2 separate regions of the Pan troglodytes genome follow, and region 1 is linked to region 2. The links are chromatin contacts, called in public Hi-C maps. All regions are on one chromosome and are shown on one strand. Each heading gives the region's core, a stretch centred on a gene start, on an enhancer-like site or on the middle of the called end of the contact. The rest is flanking DNA. Distances are from core to core; before and after follow the strand shown.

Region 1 (4,791 bases), core at 1,088-3,587, 280 kb before region 2:
ATAGGACTGGAAGACACAAAAAAAGCTGCATGACAAGACAGTCCCATCTTCCATGTCATTTGCCACTGTTGTCCCTGAACCTCTTCCACAGCTCATCCCTCACTCCATATGGAGGATGCCACATGGCTCACTGCTGGAGGAGGAAAAAGCCTTCAGATTTGGTTTATAGATGGGCTGGTTTAGTAGGTGGATGCCAAACAAGCCAAAAATGCATGGCAGCTACACTGCAGCCTTGTTCAGGAGTAGCTCATGGGGCTAGAGAAAAATCCTTAAAATAGGTAGAGCTTTAAGGTCCACCCGGTTATTCTCTTTGTGTGGAAGAATAAATAGGAGCTCTGTTAGAATATATATGGACTGGTGGGTAGAAGTGAATAGCCTGGCTCAGGATGCTGAAAGCAGAGATATCAGAAGACTGGGGAATAGGAGTCTTGGAGTATAAGCATGTGAATGACATGTGAGAGTGGACACAAAGTGTGAAGATCTTTGTGTCACATGTTAACACCTATCAACTAGAGAGCACCCACTGCAGAAGACACATTAAACAATGGTGTGGACCTGCGTTGTCCAATATTGTATGCACTAGCCACACGTGGCTACTCCAAATTGAAATGTGCTGTAATTGCAAAATTCACACTGGATTTCAAAGACTTAGTCTTCCAAAAAGAATGTAAAATATTACTAATAATATTTATATTGATTACATGTTGAAATTTTTTATATATTGGGTTAAGTGAAATATATTATTAAATTAATTTTATCTTTTTGTTAACTCTTTTTAAGTTGGCTATGAGAACACTTAAAATTACATATGCAGCTCACATTTGTAGCTCACATTATATATATTTTTTGATAGTATTGATATAGACAGAATAACTTGGCCAGTTGGCAGCAAGCAGCCAGCCTCAGTTATTGGCTACTCCAGGGCTGCTGTGATAGGTACATGGATTGGGTGGCAGTGGGAGCCACGAAGGCTCTTCTTGGGTCCATGAGCATGGCCTGCCACTTACCAAGACTGATAAAGCTCCTGCTGCTGCCAAATGTACAGTCTGCCAGCAACAGAGACTGATGCTGAGCCCTCCATATGGCACTATTCTTCTGGAGCCTAACCAGACACTTGTTGGCAGATTGATTACATTGGGCCCCTTCCATCTTAAAAGGGCCAGAGATTTTTTGTGTTTTTATTTGTTGTTTGTTTTAAATAAAAATAGACTTATATTCCAAGTATAAGTTTGCCATTCTTACCTGCAGGGCCTTGGCAAACACCGTTATTCAAGGACTAACAGTATATTTGATCTGCTCACATGGGATCCCACATAACATCATATCAGAGCATGGGCACATGACCATGAGACCCACTGATCATATCATAGACTTCAAAGCTCCCGGCCTGACAGAGCGTTGACTGGCCTGTAGAAGGTGCAGTTGAAGTGCAAGTTTGGAGATGATGTTCCGCATGAATTGGTTACTATCCTCCAGGATCCAGTATAAAGATTGAATAAAAAACCTTTACATAATAATATGTCCCCCATAGGAAGAACACATGGGTGCAAACTCTACTGGGTGGAAGCAGGAATGTCTCTACTTAACATGACCCACTGGAGAAAACTGTGCTTCCTATTCCACAACTCTATAGGGTTAAATGTCTTTGCAGTCTTAAAGGTCCTAGTCCCCAAAGAGGTCACATTTTTATCAGGGGACTAAAGAGTCCCATTGGACTTAAGCTATTGCTACATCCTAGGATTTTTAGGCAAGGAGAAAAAATACCTCACCATCTTGGTAGAGGTATTTGACCTTGATCCTCAGGAAGAGATGGGCCTACTGTTACATAATAGGAGCAGGAAGTAATATTCACTTAGGTGGCTTTTGGCTCTGGGTCACACCACCAAGTAAGCCATTGAGGCTAGCAACTGTGTTTGCTGAAGCTGAGAAGAATGTAGAATTAATAGAGAGGGAGATGGTCAGTTTTAGTTGTGGCTTTAGGACCAGCCAGAGTGGCAGGAACTGTAATTTATTTTACTAACCTTGCTCCTTTAAGTTTTCCCCAGGGAGAGAGGCCCACCAGAATCCTGAAGGAGCTGTTCCCTGAAATTTAAGTGATGACATGAATCTGAGGACCTGAGGGATGGATGTAGAAGACACAGAGCTGTTTTACTTTCAAAAATTCCCTTTCAAGGAAGGACTTGTCCCAGGTCCTAAGAGCGCTGTCAGAAAAACATCCTCCAGCTCTCAGCTCTTTTCAGGCTTTCTCCTCACTGCAGGGTGCCAACTCATCTGAGAGCACTCCCTTTCTAGGGTGGAAGACATCCAGAGACTGACTGTGGCGTGGCTATAAAGGCCCAGCCATTTCAGCCCGCGAGGGGATGACTCAGAGGCTCTCTTATCCTCTAGAGCACTCCAGTGTGGTCGGTCCGCATCACAGCCTGATTTCTGTCTTTTCCTAATCTGCTTCCTCCCGCTAGCTCCCACAAGAATTGATTCCTCATGGAAATCCTGCATGCTAAACTCCATCTCAGAATTGTGTGCTTACAGCAAACACAACCTGAAACACTAGCCTTTCTAAAGCTTCAGTCCTCTCTGTTATTTAGTTCCATATATATATATATATTCTCTTCTTAAAATTCTCATTCGCTCCAAATCTTACGTCTTTGTCTAAGCTCTAGACTTACATTTCCTTCTGTCCATTTGTTATTTTCACTGAGTATCCCAGCATCAATTCAAGCTGTCCAAAATGAACACATCTCTTCCTCCTTATAACATTCTAATTTATGTTGATGATATTTATCTTCTTATGTCCTTCCCCATATTCCACCTATGGTATTTTAGGCTCATAATTATTTTGTTACCTTTAATCTCTCACATCGTAATAGGCTTTCAAATAGCTGACTTTTTCTCTGCTGTAATTACCCACATCTTTCTACTTGCTTGTCTAGAGGGACTCTGCCTGTCTTTTCCCCCACTCCCTCCTCATTGTAGCACATTCTTGCACAGTATCCTACATCAGAGTAGGTTCTTAACTCTTATTTTTTCTAATGAATACTGACTGCAATAGCTACTGCAAAGATTTTTACTCTGGCATTTCCATCCTCCCAAACTGTCTGTGCACTGTAGCCACACTGATATTCCATACTGCAAATCACTCTTATTTGATTGATTTTCCTTTTCTAAAATCTTCAGGATTTCCTGAAGGAAATATCCTTATTTCCCTAAGGATATAAGCCAGATTCCTTGGGTTGATCTTCAAAGCTTTGCACTGTCTAAATGCACTCTCCTAACCTGATTTGTCATTTGTTCTTGATAGTAAATTATCTGTTCTTAACCAGGTCCTTCTGCCCCCACCAGAAGAGTGACGTTGTTCTGATCAGCCTTTCCTCAAATTGTTCCATAATGTGGACTCTGGGGGTAACCCTGCTAGCTGAAATTCTCCCTCTCTCTGAATCTGACACCTTTTCCACTGTTTCAGCCAACCATCTTTCCGTCATCTGAACTCCTATACAGGAGTGGACTTTGCATCACTCATTTTTGTACTTTGCATACATCAGTAAATGTATTTTAAGTCTCTACCATGTTTTAAACACTAAGCTGAATGCTGAGAAGACAGAGAGTAATGAGAAGTGTTTTCTGTTCTCAGGAAGTACTGAGGGGGAGTAGATGCATAAATAAGCTAGTGCAGTGAGACTCGAAGGGGCTCTAATACATGTCTGCTTTGCGTAAAACAACAGGCAAACGATTTTCAGGAGTATTGGAAGGGCAACATAACGGAAAGAATATTTGTGTTTTCTCTTGAAAAATAAATAGATGGTCACTAGAATTGTGCTGTCGGGATAGGTTTATGGGGTGTATATTCTTGGCAGAAGAGACAAGCTGAACAGAAGCAGGGAAAATGGACTAGCAGGTGAAATCTAAGGAACCGCTCTTGTGGGCAGCAGAAGACGTGGGAAGTAAAGGGAGAGCTTGTACCCAGATCTCAGGCGACCTTTTGAGGCATTCCAAGGAGTTTGAATTTTGTTTTGTTGGCAGTGAGGAGGAAACACCACAAAATATGTTTAATTCAGTGAATAACATGTTCAAATTTGAGTTTTAGGATGATCACAAAATCACATATTATTATTTGCTTTTAAAAATGTAGATCCAGTCTCTAAACATAAAACAAGTTGTTGGAAGAAAGTGTCTTGGGTATGATAGGAGATTTAAAAAAACGCATTTTTTTTTCCTTCATCCTACTGCCAATAAAAGTTAAGTTTTAGTTACCTTAAGCCAGTAGCTTTAAACAGATGGGCACATATACGTACCATGTACACGCATATATTCTAAACATCAAATCACACAGATTCTGCTTTAAGCAAAGCAAAACAAAAGTACTACTAAGCAGTTAAGTGAAAGGATGCTACTTACAAGAGATTGAATTTGTCCTTGTAAAAATAGCCTCCAAATTTCATTTATATAAAGAGTTCTCCTCTGGCCCTTGTGTTTGTTTACACATCATCACTTGATGAAGGGGTTGAATAGCTGAGAAAGTAAAGTGCTATAAGCATCTTCACTTAGGGATAAATCCCAATAAAGTTAACACATATTTGAAATGACAATGTAATGAACCATTTCACAGGAACTGACTTCACACACAACTTTTCAAGAATATTATCTGTTACACAGTGGAAGGGAGGTATCCTTGTGTGTGCTGGGACAGCATAACGGATTGCAGTTCAGGATGTAAGAACAAAGGTTTTACACAACAGGCAACAGAAATGCAACAGTAGATACAACTTAGAAACCGGTTTTACTCTGCTGCAAACA
Region 2 (4,628 bases), core at 1,175-3,674:
AAGTGATGAAAGCTGGCCGATGCTACTTTGAATTCTAAAACCCCAGTTCATAACACTGTGTAAAATACGCTCATCAGCCTCACCCACAGGGCCCATACTTTTGGATAAGAAATATCCAGGTTGGATCAATTAGAGGTCATTATAAAATGTGGATTTTACTACCTTCTCTTACATACAACCTCCAGATGGTTGTTACAACGTCGTATCCCCCTTCCTGTTTGTCTATGCTTTTTATGAGCAGGACAGGAAAAGGACAGGAAGGCAGCTGGGGATTTGGCAGTCAAGTGAGCATACTTGATGCTCACACCCTCTCTTTTCATGCTCCCAGTACTGTTTGTTGAGTCCACATTGCTCTGGCAGGGCCCCCAGTCTCTGAAGCTACTCCTGTCCACAGGCATGTTCCACCATGTGGCTCCAGAGATGCCTTCCCGAAACCAAAGTCAGGCAACAGTGAAGTGATGAAGTGGCTGGAAGGGAAAGTGGAGATATAATATGTTAGAGGAATCCTAAAGCACTATTTATTATATCCAGTGGTTCACAGAATTGGGATACATGGATGTTTTAGGGGTTTTTGTTTGTTTGTTTTTGTGGCCTAGGCTGGAGTGCAGTGGCACGATCTCTTCTTACTGCAACCTCCACTTCCCAGGCTTAGTCGATTCTCCCACTTCAGCCTCCTGAGTAGATGAGACTATAGGTGCTCACAACCCCTCGACCCCTGGCTAATTTTTTGTATTTTGTGTAGAGATAGGGGTTCTGCCATGTTGTCCAGGCTGGTCTTGAACTACTAAGCTCAAGCAATCATCCCTGCTTGGCCTCCCAAAGTGTTGGGATTATGGGTGTGAGCCACCATAGGCAGCCAGATATTTTAGTTTTTATTTACAATTTGCTCTTACAGACTTGCCTCAAAAATTATTTTTAATAGACAGCCTCCAGGAAACAGTCTGGATTTGGGAGCAGACAAGCCCAAATGAAGGAACAACTTGTTCATGGGTAATCCTCAGTCTCTAGGATACAAAACAAGTGCTTATCCAAATACTTGCTGAACTAATCATTGAATAAATCCAGAAACAAGCCTCTATTGTTACATTCATTCAACCCATCTTATTTCTTGTTCCCAAATCCTCAAAAAAGTTCAAACAGTTGTAAAGACACTTGGCAAAAATGACAATTTTTTTTTTCCCTGGGATAGTTTAACCTGGTGGAAATGTTGGCTGTTCACATTTTTGGAGAGGGAAAAAGCTTCAGGAGTACTTTGACCTGCTGTTTTGTCAAAACCATTGAGTGAGTTAAGAAATTGCTAGAATAAAATGGAGTTGAGTCAGACTGACATGTGCGGCACATTTCGGTGGGCACACACTTGAGTCACAGTGCATAGGTTCAAATCCTGGCTCTGCCACTCAATTCTGTGCAGTTAAGCAAGTTACCCAATTTCATGTGCCTCAGTTTCTCCAATTGAAATGTAGAAATTATTATACTTATTTTTTTATGGGAGAGGTAAATGAGGCAAATTACTTGGAAGAGTGTCTGACAGTGAAATTCAAGTTTGCAATAATAATAATAAATATAACAAAAGTATTGTTATATATTGGAATATAATTTAATATGTAATAATAATACTATTATTTCTAGGTGAGGGGTAGAGATAATTGTGAAAGAAGAATCTCAAAGAATATAGTGGAGAGAGAACTCATAGGGGACTTATTCTATGAAAGCTTACAGTGGTAACCAGTGATTCTCCTCAGAAAGATAAAAGATTATAGACTGATACTCAAGCTTTTTTTCCTTTGGTGGTAAAAGTCACTCTGTGTTTCTTCCTCTTCTCAAAACTTTTTTCTTCTCACCAGCTTAAGCTTTCCCCATCAAAGGCCTCTCTCTTTCTCCTTTTTTCCATCCACCATCCACAATGTTTTTCCTGCACATCTCAAGTAAAATGCATACAGCAAGAGGACCATGTGGGCTAAACATTCTGGCCAAAGGGCAGCATCAGGAATGCAAGAAATGGATGTCATTAGCTGAGGTTTTGGGAAACGAGACACCAGGAAGGCTACCCAGAGGACATAATGTCAGACCTAGATTGTTTAAGCAACAGTGTTTTCCCACCATGTTTCACATTATCTAATTGACAGAGCTCCCCTTACCTATTCATAGCCGGAAGTCAAGCTTCACCACAGGACTCTGCCTCCTCAGCCTTTAAGCTGCAGTGATCACCATCTGCATACCCAGATGATGACCTAAGAGTGACAAGATCTCAGACTCTTAAGTTTGGCCTCATTGCCAGTTTAAGTATATGCTGCCACCTTTCGCTACTGAATTTGGCATAAGAGATGAGTGACAAGCGGAGATTTTAATCACTCCTCTGTGCTGAGCTACAAGCAGTCAGAAAAAGACTTGTAGGGTCAGGCTGAGCCCTAACCACAGGGAGTGCTGTTAACACTGAGAGCAAAGCAATAACAGAGACAGACCCCTGTGACCCACAGCAACACAGTGGGCTGGATGTGCTTCTGTTATATTATTAATTGTTATCTCAATGGCTAAATACCAAATATGGTAATAACTCAAAACACCAAAACAAACAGTTAGTTTTAAATTATCCTCTCTAGCCTGCTGCAAGTTACGTTTTTTTTTCAGCAAGGAAGAACAAAAATTAGCCATATATAATCAATTCAATTATATACTCTCTAAAGCAGGTTAATTTTATCATAGGTTATACTTTAAATATATGTCTTTTATACTTTAAAATATGTCTTTTATATTTTAAGTATGTTTAAAAGTAAAATGAAAAATATCTAAGAAAACAAAAGTAAAAAGTAGTCTCAGATATCATTTTTAAAAGGTGTTATAGAAATTTACAAATAATGTGGTTCAATAAAAAGTTTAAAAAATGATATTTTGCAACCCTTTCTTCTTTGTGGTCCTCAGGGTTTAAGTATTGTGAAAAATCAAAAAATGGTACAATTAACATATTTTTAAAAATCTATGTATATGTTCATTTAATGTTATGTATCTTTGTTGTATCTTTGAACAAACTAGAATGAGTTTATAAACTATGACTTATACATAGAAAACATATTGAATGCTCAACAAAATGATCAGTGCTACTAAATCTCTTCATGAGCCTTACAATACGCTCATCACTTTCTTTTACCTTAACCTATTTTTATGGAAAATTTTATGTTGTGGTCTTTTCATATTCAGGTGGGGCACTGTTGTAAGTGGTTGAATGAATTTATACAAAACCAGTTCTCAGAAAATAAATTTGTCTGAGTTTAGAATTGCTTCCTCCTGGGGAGACTGCAATGTCTTAAAAGCTTAAAGTTTGAGAGATTTTTATGCTTGAAGTGAGAAAAGTACAGAAACAAGCTGATTCATGCACAGATGTCTCACATTTCTTTCTTCAGTCTCCAGCACTTTCCAAAAGCATGTCAGTGGTCTTATTTGAGGCATCTTTGGTGAAAATTAATAAAATTTTCAAAGAAACCCAAGCAAACAAACAAAAAAAAGAATGAAAAAAAGGATTTGTAGCAGAGATACTTCACAGAATCCAAAGAAACGTTGAAGAACCAGGTCTCAGGAAAAACAGAGGCTTTTTCAACTCTGCTATTACATAGTTAAACTTGCAATTCCCAGTCTCTGTGTCTTTAGTTCAAACAGTTAAGGAACAGAATCTGATTGACCAGCTTGGGTCCAGTCTTCATCCCTGCTGCAATCAACTGTGAGCAGTAAGGTGCAGTCACACAGTGGAAGGATGTCTGCTGACTGCCCCTGCTATGAGATTTGGGGCAGAGAAAAGTTCTAATGGGAAAGGCATGAGGGCTGCACAAACTGCTACAAAGTCCAAGTTGTCCCAAACACTTCAGAAAGCTCATAAACAGATTTTCACTCCCTCAACTTTGCAGCAATATTTAATGAATACATGCTATATGTTTGGTACTATTCTATGCATGGGCATGGTGGAACAATACATTGGTATCCTCCCTATTTTGACACAAATGGCTGATTATTCATGAGTAACTGGCATTGAAGGCTTCCAAAGGAGCCAAGAAGCAATGATGTCTCTCTGGTTAGTGACCATCCCAAAGGTGACCACTTTAGATTCCCAGATGCTCTCTCACTTGTATAAAGACAAAAACTCAAATTTTAATATACAACAGAGCGTTTGTGACAAGTCATTGTGCCATGGGACACTTAAATGTTCATTGGTTTGTGTTTGATGATAAGACTTCTTCAATATTCTGACACCTTCATTACTAGTTCATACCAAATTCTGGTCTCTGGCAGAAAGTCTAGCATTCAATATTGAGAAAGGACCCCTTTCTCCATATTTTGCAGTCTAGCATTACACCGGACATGTAACTGGCCTTAAGCAAACACTGATTGATTGACTTGGTCACTTTATCATTTCTGGTAACACATTAAATCATTATTACAAATGATCCACAAGTAAGAGTTAAATTTCATTTCAAATGGTTATTCCAAATGTTGTGCATCCCTCCCAGGACTAACAAATTATGCAAGACCATGCAGGCAGGATTTAAAACCAACCTCCAGCAATGTTACTTTTGCAAGCTCTCTCCAATGTCTATATCTGCAATATCTTTACTGCCTCACATAAGGCTCTTTAAGCTTAA

What was found. A called contact is a pair of places that touch in the nucleus more often than the background predicts.
Region 1: a contact with region 2 is called in a Hi-C map of induced pluripotent stem cells, with 1.8 times the contacts expected there. The contact joins two enhancer-like sites. A contact is called at or near these places in 2 of 7 Hi-C or Micro-C datasets (induced pluripotent stem cells and stem cell-derived neural progenitor cells) and 1 of 1 other capture datasets (stem cell-derived neural stem cells).

What each region holds. Positions count from the first base shown.
Region 1 is chr13:67,714,842-67,719,632 of NHGRI_mPanTro3-v2.0_pri, reverse strand. The region is part of intron 14 of GALNT3 (polypeptide N-acetylgalactosaminyltransferase 3); the gene reads left to right. Among named protein-coding and RNA genes, the nearest start is that of GALNT3, 97 kb to the left of the region's middle. Within about 2 kb of position 2,337, at least 14 of the 24 cell types and tissues checked have an H3K27ac peak or open chromatin away from gene starts, as enhancers often do. A contact at or near this core is called in induced pluripotent stem cells and stem cell-derived neural stem cells, where this site is marked.
Region 2 is chr13:67,431,882-67,436,509 of NHGRI_mPanTro3-v2.0_pri, reverse strand. No RefSeq gene overlaps it. Among named protein-coding and RNA genes, the nearest start is that of CSRNP3, 63 kb to the left of the region's middle. Within about 2 kb of position 2,424, at least 2 of the 24 cell types and tissues checked have an H3K27ac peak or open chromatin away from gene starts, as enhancers often do. A contact at or near this core is called in induced pluripotent stem cells and stem cell-derived neural stem cells, where this site is marked.